Linked DNA regions of Canis lupus: region 1 is linked to region 2. A link is a contact called in public Hi-C data. All regions are on one chromosome and are shown on one strand. The core of a region is the stretch at or near the end of the contact, and the rest is flanking DNA. Distances in the headings are between cores, read along the strand shown. Region 1 holds the start of CTSB (cathepsin B). Region 2 overlaps LOC119865841 (a long non-coding RNA gene).

Region 1 (5,309 bases), core at 2,714-5,213, 48 kb before region 2:
GCACATCCTGCCCAAGCCCAGGTCAGAGGGTCACAGAGAAGCCCAGCCCCAGCTGGATCTCTTGGCAGAATAACCCTCACAGTACTTTATACTGGATCAGTTTACTCGTTTGGTGGTATCTAACCCCTCCTCCTCTCCTCATCTTCGCTAGTGACCAGGTTATCCTGAGGGCCAGACTGAAGTGAGTTATGAGCCTGGCAGAGACAGATAACACAGGCACAGGTATCTTCCTCGGCACCCTGCAGTCAACACAGTGATGTTGGAAAAAGACCTTTCGTCTCCTATAAAATGACTATTTTACAGCTGAGGGAAACTGGTTCTCGAGAAGACACCATAAGCAAGCAAGCTTGAAAGAGTGTATCTGAGTAGGTGTGGACAATTAAGAGATCAAACTCGAAAATCCCAATTATTTCAGTGATTCCTGCCATGTCACAAGCTTGCAGGAGCCTCAGTGTCATCTGTAAAGTGGAAGAGTCAAACTCCACTACTCATAACTCACGTGCATTCTGAAAATTAAAAAGTAAAAATAAAAAATTAGAAAAGGTTATTTAATTGCAGAAGCCCAGATACCTGGTAGGATCTAAAGAAACCTCAGTAAGTTCTTGCTGTTCGCAAACACATTAAAACTACAAACACTGGGCAGCTCCGGTGGCTCAGCAGTCTGGTGCCACCTTCAGCCCAGGACGTGATCCTGGAGACCCAGGATTGAGTCCTGCGTCAGGCTCCCTGCATGGAGCCTGCTTCTCCGCCTCGCTCTCTCTGTGTCTCTCATGAATAAATAAATCTTTAAACAAAAACAAAACAAAACAAAAACTATAAACACTGCGATCAACGACAAAAATACAAATCCTCACTAATCAATGACTTCTGAGAGCAAAGAATGACTTGAATTCCCGGTCCTAAAACTTCAAGCAGCAACACCGTTTCAAACGTATCAGGTTGCTAAAAATTGAAATCTGATAATATCTAATGGTGGTAAAGGAGGAATAGGTACCCTCAAACACCGCTGGTAGTACATATTGGTAAAACTTCACTGGACAGCATTCTGTAAGTATCTAGCAAAACAGAAGATGCACATGTCTTATGACCCAGCAACTAACTGGACTTCTGCTTTTGCCCTGGAGAAACACTCAGGGGTGCCTGAGAGATATAAGGATTTACTGCAGCGCTGCCACAAACAACGAGAAAGTAAAAACCACCTGTCTCTCTGTAAATACTCTACGTTTGGTATGAATGAATGAACAAGACCTTCGTGTATCAACATAAATAATAAAGCTCATGAACAGGCAATGGAAAAGGATACAACCAGCACAATTACAGTTAATAAATTTTAATAGCATTGTTCATGGATTGATACAAAAGTATTAAAAGCACAAAAAAGAAAGACTGAGGGTGGGGCACCTGCAGTGGCTCAGTGGTTGAGTGTCTGCCTTCGTCTCGGGTTGTGATCCTGGGGTCCTGGACTCAAGTGCCGCAATGGGCTCCCTGTAGGGAGCCTGCTTCTCCCTCTGCCTGTCTCTCTCATGAATAAATAAATAAAATCTTAAAAAAAAAAAAAAGGACTCAGGATTTATTGCACACACCCCCTTTCTTAGGCAGCTTCTGGAGTGTGCTCGGAGCTGAAACGAAGAGGTGAGGATATGGGATGGGGTACAAACACTGCTGACTGCCGCCCAGCGTCCACTGAGTACAGTACACAGCTGCACATGCCCCCACTACATTCATCTACTTGTCAACCCCCACCCCTCTCTGCATGTGAAGCTGAACCATAAAGTACCTGATCGCCACCCTTCTTGATCTAGAAAAATTCCCAAATATCATCTTAACATTTTCCTTGTGTCAAACTATCTAAAAAAGGCTGCAGACGTTGAGCCTTTGCTCCGAAATAGTCCAGTCCTTCCCTCCGGAAGAAGGGGATATCCCACACAATCACGAGGCCTTACCACATTTAAGAAAATTACCCAATGGACACTTTCTGACTCCCCTGAATGTGCTCTCTCTTGCTTCCCAGCCCAACAGAGATACAAAACATCTCTTACCCCTAAAATGTGTGCCAACTTACTACCCCAACTCCCAGGTCCTCTAATGGAGGAAAAGAAAGGACCAGTCTCTGAGAAAGGCCTCAGTTCAAGCTGCTGAATCAGCAGCACCTGGGCAGGTTTATCCTGAGGCTAAAGGGCTCCCACCCTCACCACCTGACCAGTCGGGAAACCAGCAGGGGAGTTAGTGGAGCCAGGGCTGGGCTGGCTTGCAAAGCCCCCAGATAAGGAATCTACATCCTTCCACTGCTGAGTGGCAATAACCCAGCTCTGGGACAGAGCTGCCCAAAAAGATGTGAGGGGAAACTTTCTCCAGGGCACCGTCAAAACCCTCTCTTTGGGAAAACCACACAGGGTGTGTGGGGGGATGCAGCTCAGCCCCTTCCTATATAAAGCTCAAGGGCTCTAGGTCACTATCACCAGTGCCAACAGGAAATAAGTCTCAGGGCGCCTGGCTGGCTCAGTCAGTAAAGCATGTGACTCTTGATCTCAGGATCCTGAGTTCAAACCCCACGTTGGGCACAGAGCCTACTTTACAACAAAACAAAACAATTCTCCATTATTTAAGGATGTTATGGAAGAAAAGCAGCCCCTACCAAACCAGACAGCCTCCTAAGCCTCTTCACTTTCCTATCATTCTCAAACTATAGAGTCAACTAGATAAATGCATCCCAGCTGCATTTCTGTCCGGTGGATGCACTGAGGATCAGTTTTTTCTAAGGTAACTAAAGATGCTAGCTGTCCATTTGAACCCCTCCAGCTCCCCCTCCCACCGGGTGTGAAGGACTGGCGGAGGGATGCCGGCGGCGGGGGTCCAGGTGCCTGAGGAAGAGAATGACCTAGGCCCACAAAGGGGCAAATCCATTTCACATCTAATTGGATGGCCTGCTGAGCCCGCCAGACTGTTACCCCTAAATGCTCCCCATATGCTGCTCCCTTTCGCAGACCTCCGGGGTCATTAACTAAAGGAAGAGCTGAGGCCTCAGGGTCTCTGCCCTGCTTTCCCCTCTCCCAAACAACCCGGGCCTATGTAAGGCTCAGTCAAGAAGTAAGGAGTGGCATCTTCCCCTTCCACCCCAGCCTCCCGGGGAGGGGAACTGGGGCTTCCAATGCCTAGACTCCTAAGCACTGCTCAGTTTCTCTTCCCATCAGTGGATCTAACTCATCATGTGGCCTCCACCCTACACCACCTAGTTCCAGGTTCGTTTTCTGGTCTCTGTCCTCTGGGGTCCCTGGAACTGTGTGTTCGGTTGTGGGCTGAGAATTGCCCAAACCCTATGAAATAAGAAAACACCTAGAACAGACGTAGGGAGACACTATTATCTCGGCAATTTCCTGAGGAAACTGAGGCCCAGAAGCTCACCAGGGGCCGGGGAGCTAGATTCTGGCCGAAAGTCACCGGGATCCCAGCCCAGCGCTTCCTGGCAGGACTACGCAGGCCCCCACGCCGGAGCCGGAGCCGGAGCCGGAGCCGGAGCCGGGCTGGCCGCGGACACAGCCCCGGGAGGAGGCGGAGGCGGAGGCCGGGGTCGGGGCTGGGGTCGGGGTCGGGGCCGGGGTCGGGGCCGGGGTCGGGGCCGGGGCCAGGCCGCCCACCCGGAGTTGGGGGCTTCTTGCTTTTCTCACCGCGATGACTTTCCGGAGCGCGCGGGCTGCCACCCCCGCCCCCACCCCGCCTCCTCGCCCGCCCCGGGATGCCGCGGGGCCGCACAGGGGCCCGGGCTCCCGGCCTCCCCACCTCCCCGCCTCCCCGCCTCCCCGCCAAGGTCACCTCCACCGCGGGGGCGCCGCGCCCGGCCGCCCGCCCGCACTCACCGAGCCCGCCGCCGAGAGCCTGGGCCTGCAGCCTGCGAGCCGGGCCCGCCAGCGCCGAGCCGAGCAGCCGCCCTGGCTTCCCGGAGCCGCCCCGCGCCTAAGTACCGCCCGCCCCGCCCCGCCGCGCCCCGCCCCGCCCCGCGCGCCCGCCCACTCGCCACGTGACCGCCGCCGGCCCCGGCCCGCCCCGCTCCCCCTCCGCCCTCCGCCCTCCGCCCCGCCCCGGCCCGGCCCGGCTCCGCACCCCTCCACCCGCCCCCGCACCCCGCCGCCTCCGCCCCGCACCCCCTCCGCCCTGCACCCCTCCGCCCCGCACCCGGACCCCCGCCGCCCTCCGTCCCGGCCCCGCACCCCCATCCCTCCGTCCCGGCCCCGGCCCTGCACCCCCGCCGCCTCGCACCCCTCCGCCTTCCGCCCCCTCCGCCCCCCCCCCCGCACCCCTCCGCCCTGCCCCTGCACTCCCTTCCGCCCTCCCTCTGCCCTCCGCCCGCACCCCGCACCCCCTCCGCCCGCACCCCAGGCACCCACGCCCCCACGGACCCTGCGCTCGCCTCTGCTCCCGGAGATCCCGCTGGGGGTGGGCTTGGCCCGGGGAAGAGGGACTCGGAGCCTCGGGCCAGTGGGGAGCGAGGGGAGATGAAGGTGGCCCGAAGGGTCTCCATCCAACCTGGACAGAGTCCCAGGGGCCGCCGCCGCCTGAAAGCAGCGGTTCGAAGCCTGCGGGATCCCTGCTTGCAGGAGGGGGTGACTGTCCCTCATTTCATCCATTCAGAAACCACTGAGTTGGGGGTATCATGATAGCAGGCCTCCCAGGGGAGCCTTTAGAGGCTCCTTTAGCGACGATAGTCTAAGAACGTGCCTATTAAAGCCTCCAGTTATGTAATAATAAATGGGTCTGACTTTCAGGACCTGCTTCAGGATTTCTAGAGAAGGACCTTAGGGGCAGAAATCCGTTTGGAAGAGGGGTCCCAATAGGCCTGTCCTAAAGGGACAGTATTTTACTTGGAGTTTATTTGGGGAGTGCTTACGGACGACGGTGGGGTGGCTCAAGACTCACTATCTCCATGAATCCCCGTGTTTCGAATCCTTCTGACAACTTTGCAACGTTGGCATGATCCCAGTTTTTCTTCCAGAGGCTCAGGAAAGTCTAGTATTTCATCCAGTGGCTTTTGGTAATAATAAGAAAGCTATAGGCCTGGTGGACTCCCAGAAGCCCTGGTGATGTAGTTTTTTTGTTTTTGTTTTGTTTTTGGGTTTTTTTGAGTAGTTCAGTCCGGAGACAGCAGACAAGAATTCTTGAGATATCTTTGGTGCAAAAAAAGTGATACTAAAGCATGGAGACATGACCTGTGAGGACAAAGAGCTGCTGCCCCAGGATTGTGGGGAGCTAGCCAGGGTTGGGTGAAGTAAAGAAAAGGGAAGTTCAAAAGGGACTTTCATATGCTAAATAAGACT
Region 2 (4,628 bases), core at 1,103-3,602:
GTACCTGTCCTACTGAGGGTGAGCAATTGCAGTTCTCATTGCCTGGGTGGACCAAGGAATCTTAAGCTTTGAACTTGGTTTAAGGCAGCTCTGGAGGTGCATAGCCCCTAAGCATCTCATAGAAACAAGCAAAACTCTCTTTGGAGAAACATATCTTTATATTGGATCTGAAATTATTACTATAAATATTTTTCAAGTATAATGAGTAGCTCACAATAAAAGATAACCTGGACCAAAAGAAAACAAGGTACCATCAGAAGAACAAGCAGAAAGAACAGACCACAGAAATAAATCTACAAATACTTGATTATTGGAATAATCAGGAAGAGATTCTCTTCTGTTGGTCATTTCAAACATATCCCCACAAAAAATGTACTTAATATGCCTAAAAGAATAAAAGAGAAGCTTGAAAATCTCTGCAGGAAACTTTCCAAAGTGACATAAGATCTTAAACCAAATAAAACTTTTAGAAATAAAGTGTACACTAACCCAAATTTAAAAAGTTCAATGGCTGGCTGGCTTTAATAGCAGATGAGACACAACTAAAGAGAGAATTAGTAAGTAGGAAATTAGCCAGAGAAAGATCTCTTGGATTACAACACAGAGAGATAAAAAGAATAGAAAATGGAGAAGAAAGGATAAGGTATATAGAAGATAGAATAAGAGAGTCTATTATATGTTTAGTTAGAATCCTAGAGGAGATGAGAGAATAGAATAGAGACTAGATTTGAGGGATAATAGGTACAGATTTTGCAGAATTGATAAAAGACCTCAAGCCACAGGTTCAAGTGTAATAGAATAAATCCCTAAGTGAATAAAGAAATCCTAGCCACATCTTAGTAAAACTGCAGAAAACCAAAGACAGAGAAAAGAATCTTAAAAGTAGCTTGGGGGGGGGGGGGGGGATGACCACACCAATAATAATGGAATCTAGAAGGTCATCAAATATTTTCAATTGTGCTGAAAAAAATATATAACCATTAATCTAGAATTCTATCAGTGATTTCTTTTTAAGGAATAAGAGCAAAATAAACAGATAGATGTTGTTATTTTCAGATAAAACCAGAGGAATTTTCCATTATTAGTAGCCATGTAAAGGAATCTTATGGGATGTGCTTCAGGCAGACAGTAAAACCATCCCAGATGGCAAGACTGAGATACAAGAATAGAGAGCAAAGAAAATGAGTAAATATACAGGTAAGTTTAAATTTTGTACCCTACATGGTATGAAACAGCAATAATAATAATTAGTGGGATTTAAAAAAAAACTGGAAAAATTGAATTATATAGCAATTGTGTATAAGCTGGAGGGGTAAATGGAATTAAAGTGCTGTAGGTCATTATATTGTCTGGGAATGGGATAAACATTTATTCAGCCTTAGACTTTGATAAGAAGTTAACTTTGCATGTTATGATTTCTGGGGTTATTATGATAAAAATAGGGATTATGACTTCCAGAGTAGTGGAGGAAAAAAAGCATGATGGAATCAATCAAGTTAAGTGATGGCAAGAGGAGCAAGGAAAAGCAAACATAGGGCAACCAGGACTGAAAAAAGTCATAATAGTCGTAGACTTAAATATGTCAGCAATTACATTAAATATAAATGCACTAAATGCTGCTGTGAACAAAGAGGTTAGGACTGTATAAAGTAACTCTATGTGGCTCAGAGAGGGAGCATTAACCTGCCCAAGGTACCCAAGGGAGTTGAGTCAGGGCTAGCAATGGGGTGCCTGCTTCCTAGTCCTGTGTTCTGTCAAGCTTACCCAGTCCAGTTCAATGGAGCCCATTTATATTGAGCAGCCAACGGTTTGCCAGGTGGTGTCAGATACTGCAACACATAGAAGAGTAGAATAAGTTTGCTGTCTTTACGGCATTTTCCTGAAATGAAGAGAAAGTATGTCTTAACATGAATTCTAGGGCACAGAGTTCTCTAGGGATTTATGGTGTCACCATGTCTACGTGATGGGAGTGGGGAGGATAGTGACAGTTTTGAGGTTGTGTCTGAGACAGGCCCTGCCTGTGTGTCTAGTGTCCATTCTAGCAGCACCACATGAAGGCAGAGGGGAGGGAGGGAGGGAGGGAGGGACGGAGGGAGGAGGTGCTTTTCTGAATGGGAATTCATCAATGTATTTCTGTCTGGGGCAGTTATCAGAGTTGCTATTTCAGTGAGTAATGGTGGAGCCTTCACCGGGCTCATGCCAGACGCTGGGGGTGGGGGCACAGGGCAGTGATATGGCAGGGGTCCTCTCTTTCGTCAGAAAACATGAGCTCATGCCAAGGTTTCCACAGGTCACCGAGATAGCACCGGCTCTCTGGAGACAGGCGTGACCCTCAGGTCGGCTCCTAGTCATTGAACTAAGTGGGCTCAGATAAGGGCCGGATAATGGTAGCCAAACTCCCACGGCCTCTTTGGGCCTCCCCCAGGGCCCTGAGGCCAGAGAGAGGGCAGGTCAGGGAGGGGCCAGTGGGTGCACGTGGCCTGGGAGCCTGCTTGGAGCCCCCTGGAGCCAGCCACAGGGGAACCCGGACCTCCTGGGGCTCATGGCCCACACTCTTGGTCTGTGCCCCAGTCTCCAGACCAGAGTTGTTCGGACATACAAAATGGGGGGTTCCCATTAGACATCCAATATCAAATTTGGAAAAATATCAAACTGGTAGCCCTTCCTTCTCTGGACTTCTTCCGATTTCAAATTTGCAGTATCTGTTGGCAAATTTTAGTGAGTGGGGAAGTAGGAGATGTTTGTATTCAGGGGCCTGCTATGGATCTGGGGTGGCCAGGGTTAATCTGCCCAATGTTTTCAGGGAAAAACAAGGCCTGATTTCTCAAGTTCCTCAACCTCTGTGTCCTATGACCCTGAATTGGCCACCTATGATTTAGTGACCAGTGGCCATTAAGACTTCCTGGGACAAAAAAAAAAAAAAAAAAAAAAAAAAAAAAGACTTCCTGGGACATAAAACAAGCCACACTCATTTAAAAAGAAAATGAATAAAGTGAAATCTGTGTGTCACCCCGACAGAATGATGGTCATGGCCCCAGGCCTGCCAATCTCTGGGGGCTGCTAACGCAGTCACGTGGTGAGAGTAGGAGACAGATTTAAAGCTAAGGAGGGACTTCCATTTGGAAATTGTCCTCTAGGTTGGCAAACACCAGGCATGCGTGCTGCCAGTTCCCCTCTATCGCTTGTAGATTATGGAACCTTTTTTTTTTTTTTTTTTTCTTCTGCCCTAGAGTAGCCCCCAGAGAACCACTATCAAAGGACCAGAGTCAGCATGTGATAATGCTATGCTTTGCTGTCTCTGAAGGAGTCCAACTCCTGTATTCTACAGAGGGGAGCACTGAGGCCCAGAGAGGCTGGCACAGCTGCCTCTGAGGTTGGTACAGCTAGGACTAGAATGCAGATCTCCTCCTCTCTGCTCATGCCTTTGTACCCACCCTGCTTTTGTGAGCCTTCCTTCTAGGGCGAGGACTGAAAGAAATCATCTGAATCATCACTGCTTACAGGATGGCTCTTAAATTTTAAAAAATAAAACTCTAGGACCTTGCATGTAGACAAACTGCAAATGAGAGTTAATATTTCCACAGAAAGAAATCTGTCACTAGAACAGAAAAACAAAACAAAACACCAAAACAACCACAAACCAAACCCCAATATCCCTCCCTGACTGGAACGCTAGTGACATCTACTGGAATGTGCAGATACTGCATGGGGACAGGCTAACAGTCACCCCTTCATTTCAATATGATTTAGTATGCATTTTAAATGTATGTGATTCTATATCTTATTTATACACATGTAGAAAAAGTATAAAATATGCTTGCAAATGATAAATATAAATTCACTTAGCAGTTACCTTGGGGGAGGGTAGGATGGAGCGCATGATAAAGGTTTTAGCTCTATCTATAATGTTTTTCTCTTTTAAAGAGATCTGAAGCCAATATGACTAAGTATTTACACCTGTTAAATCTTGGCGGTGGTAATATTGGAGTCTGATTTTCTGCACCTGTCTCTTTGTTTAAAATAGTTTAAAATAATAGTAACAATGATTACATTTATTATGTAGTAATCATTAAATAGTATATATATTTATTATCCTCTATATTAGTTATATAAATCATCTATTCATTATATGTTGTATAATTACATTTATGTAAGGACAATAAAAAATAAGAATGTAAAATTTGGAGTTCAGGTTCTTGTCTCTGATATCAGGCAGCAGTTATTTATAGCATAAGTTATTCATACTTGCTGGCTATTATTATTATCATTAATAGGTTTACTGGAGTTGATGTAAGGAGCTGAACAGCATTCAAAGATTCCCATATGGGTTAATGAGCAATGACACTCTTCAAAAGAGGTGACAAGATGAAGATGACATATGCATTTGCTGGTGTGATATTGGGCAGACTCACTTCTTTGCTCTTGTTGAAGAATGGTCTATTCCCCATAAGGACATGTGTCCTGGAACATCTGGATGTCAATGGCATCTAGAATGAATCTAGACTTTGTAAGGAAGATCTCAGGTAGGAGACTGGTAGGTAAAATGGACAATCAGTATTATTTCCAGATTAAGGTTGCGGCCTCGAAATTAACTAGGTTACTTTCTAGTTAGGATCATAACCCAGAAT

What was found. Hi-C and Micro-C count contacts between places; a contact is called where the count stands out from the background.
Region 1: a Hi-C map of liver shows a contact between it and region 2, with 3 times the contacts expected there. The contact joins the promoter of CTSB here to the enhancer-like site in region 2. A contact is called at or near these places in 4 of 9 Hi-C or Micro-C datasets (amygdala, blood and liver).

What each region holds. Positions count from the first base shown.
Region 1 is chr25:26,190,776-26,196,084 of UU_Cfam_GSD_1.0, reverse strand. It overlaps CTSB (cathepsin B), which reads right to left and starts at 3,963. Exons shown (of 10, transcript XM_038573646.1): 1 at 3,855-3,963.
Region 2 is chr25:26,141,770-26,146,397 of UU_Cfam_GSD_1.0, reverse strand. It overlaps LOC119865841 (a long non-coding RNA gene), which reads left to right. Exons shown (of 3, transcript XR_005378218.1): 2 at 1,057-1,197; 3 at 4,275-4,628. Among named protein-coding and RNA genes, the nearest start is that of DEFB136, 25 kb to the right of the region's middle. Within about 2 kb of position 2,352, at least 1 of the 20 cell types and tissues checked has an H3K27ac peak or open chromatin away from gene starts, as enhancers often do. A contact at or near this core is called in liver, where this site is marked.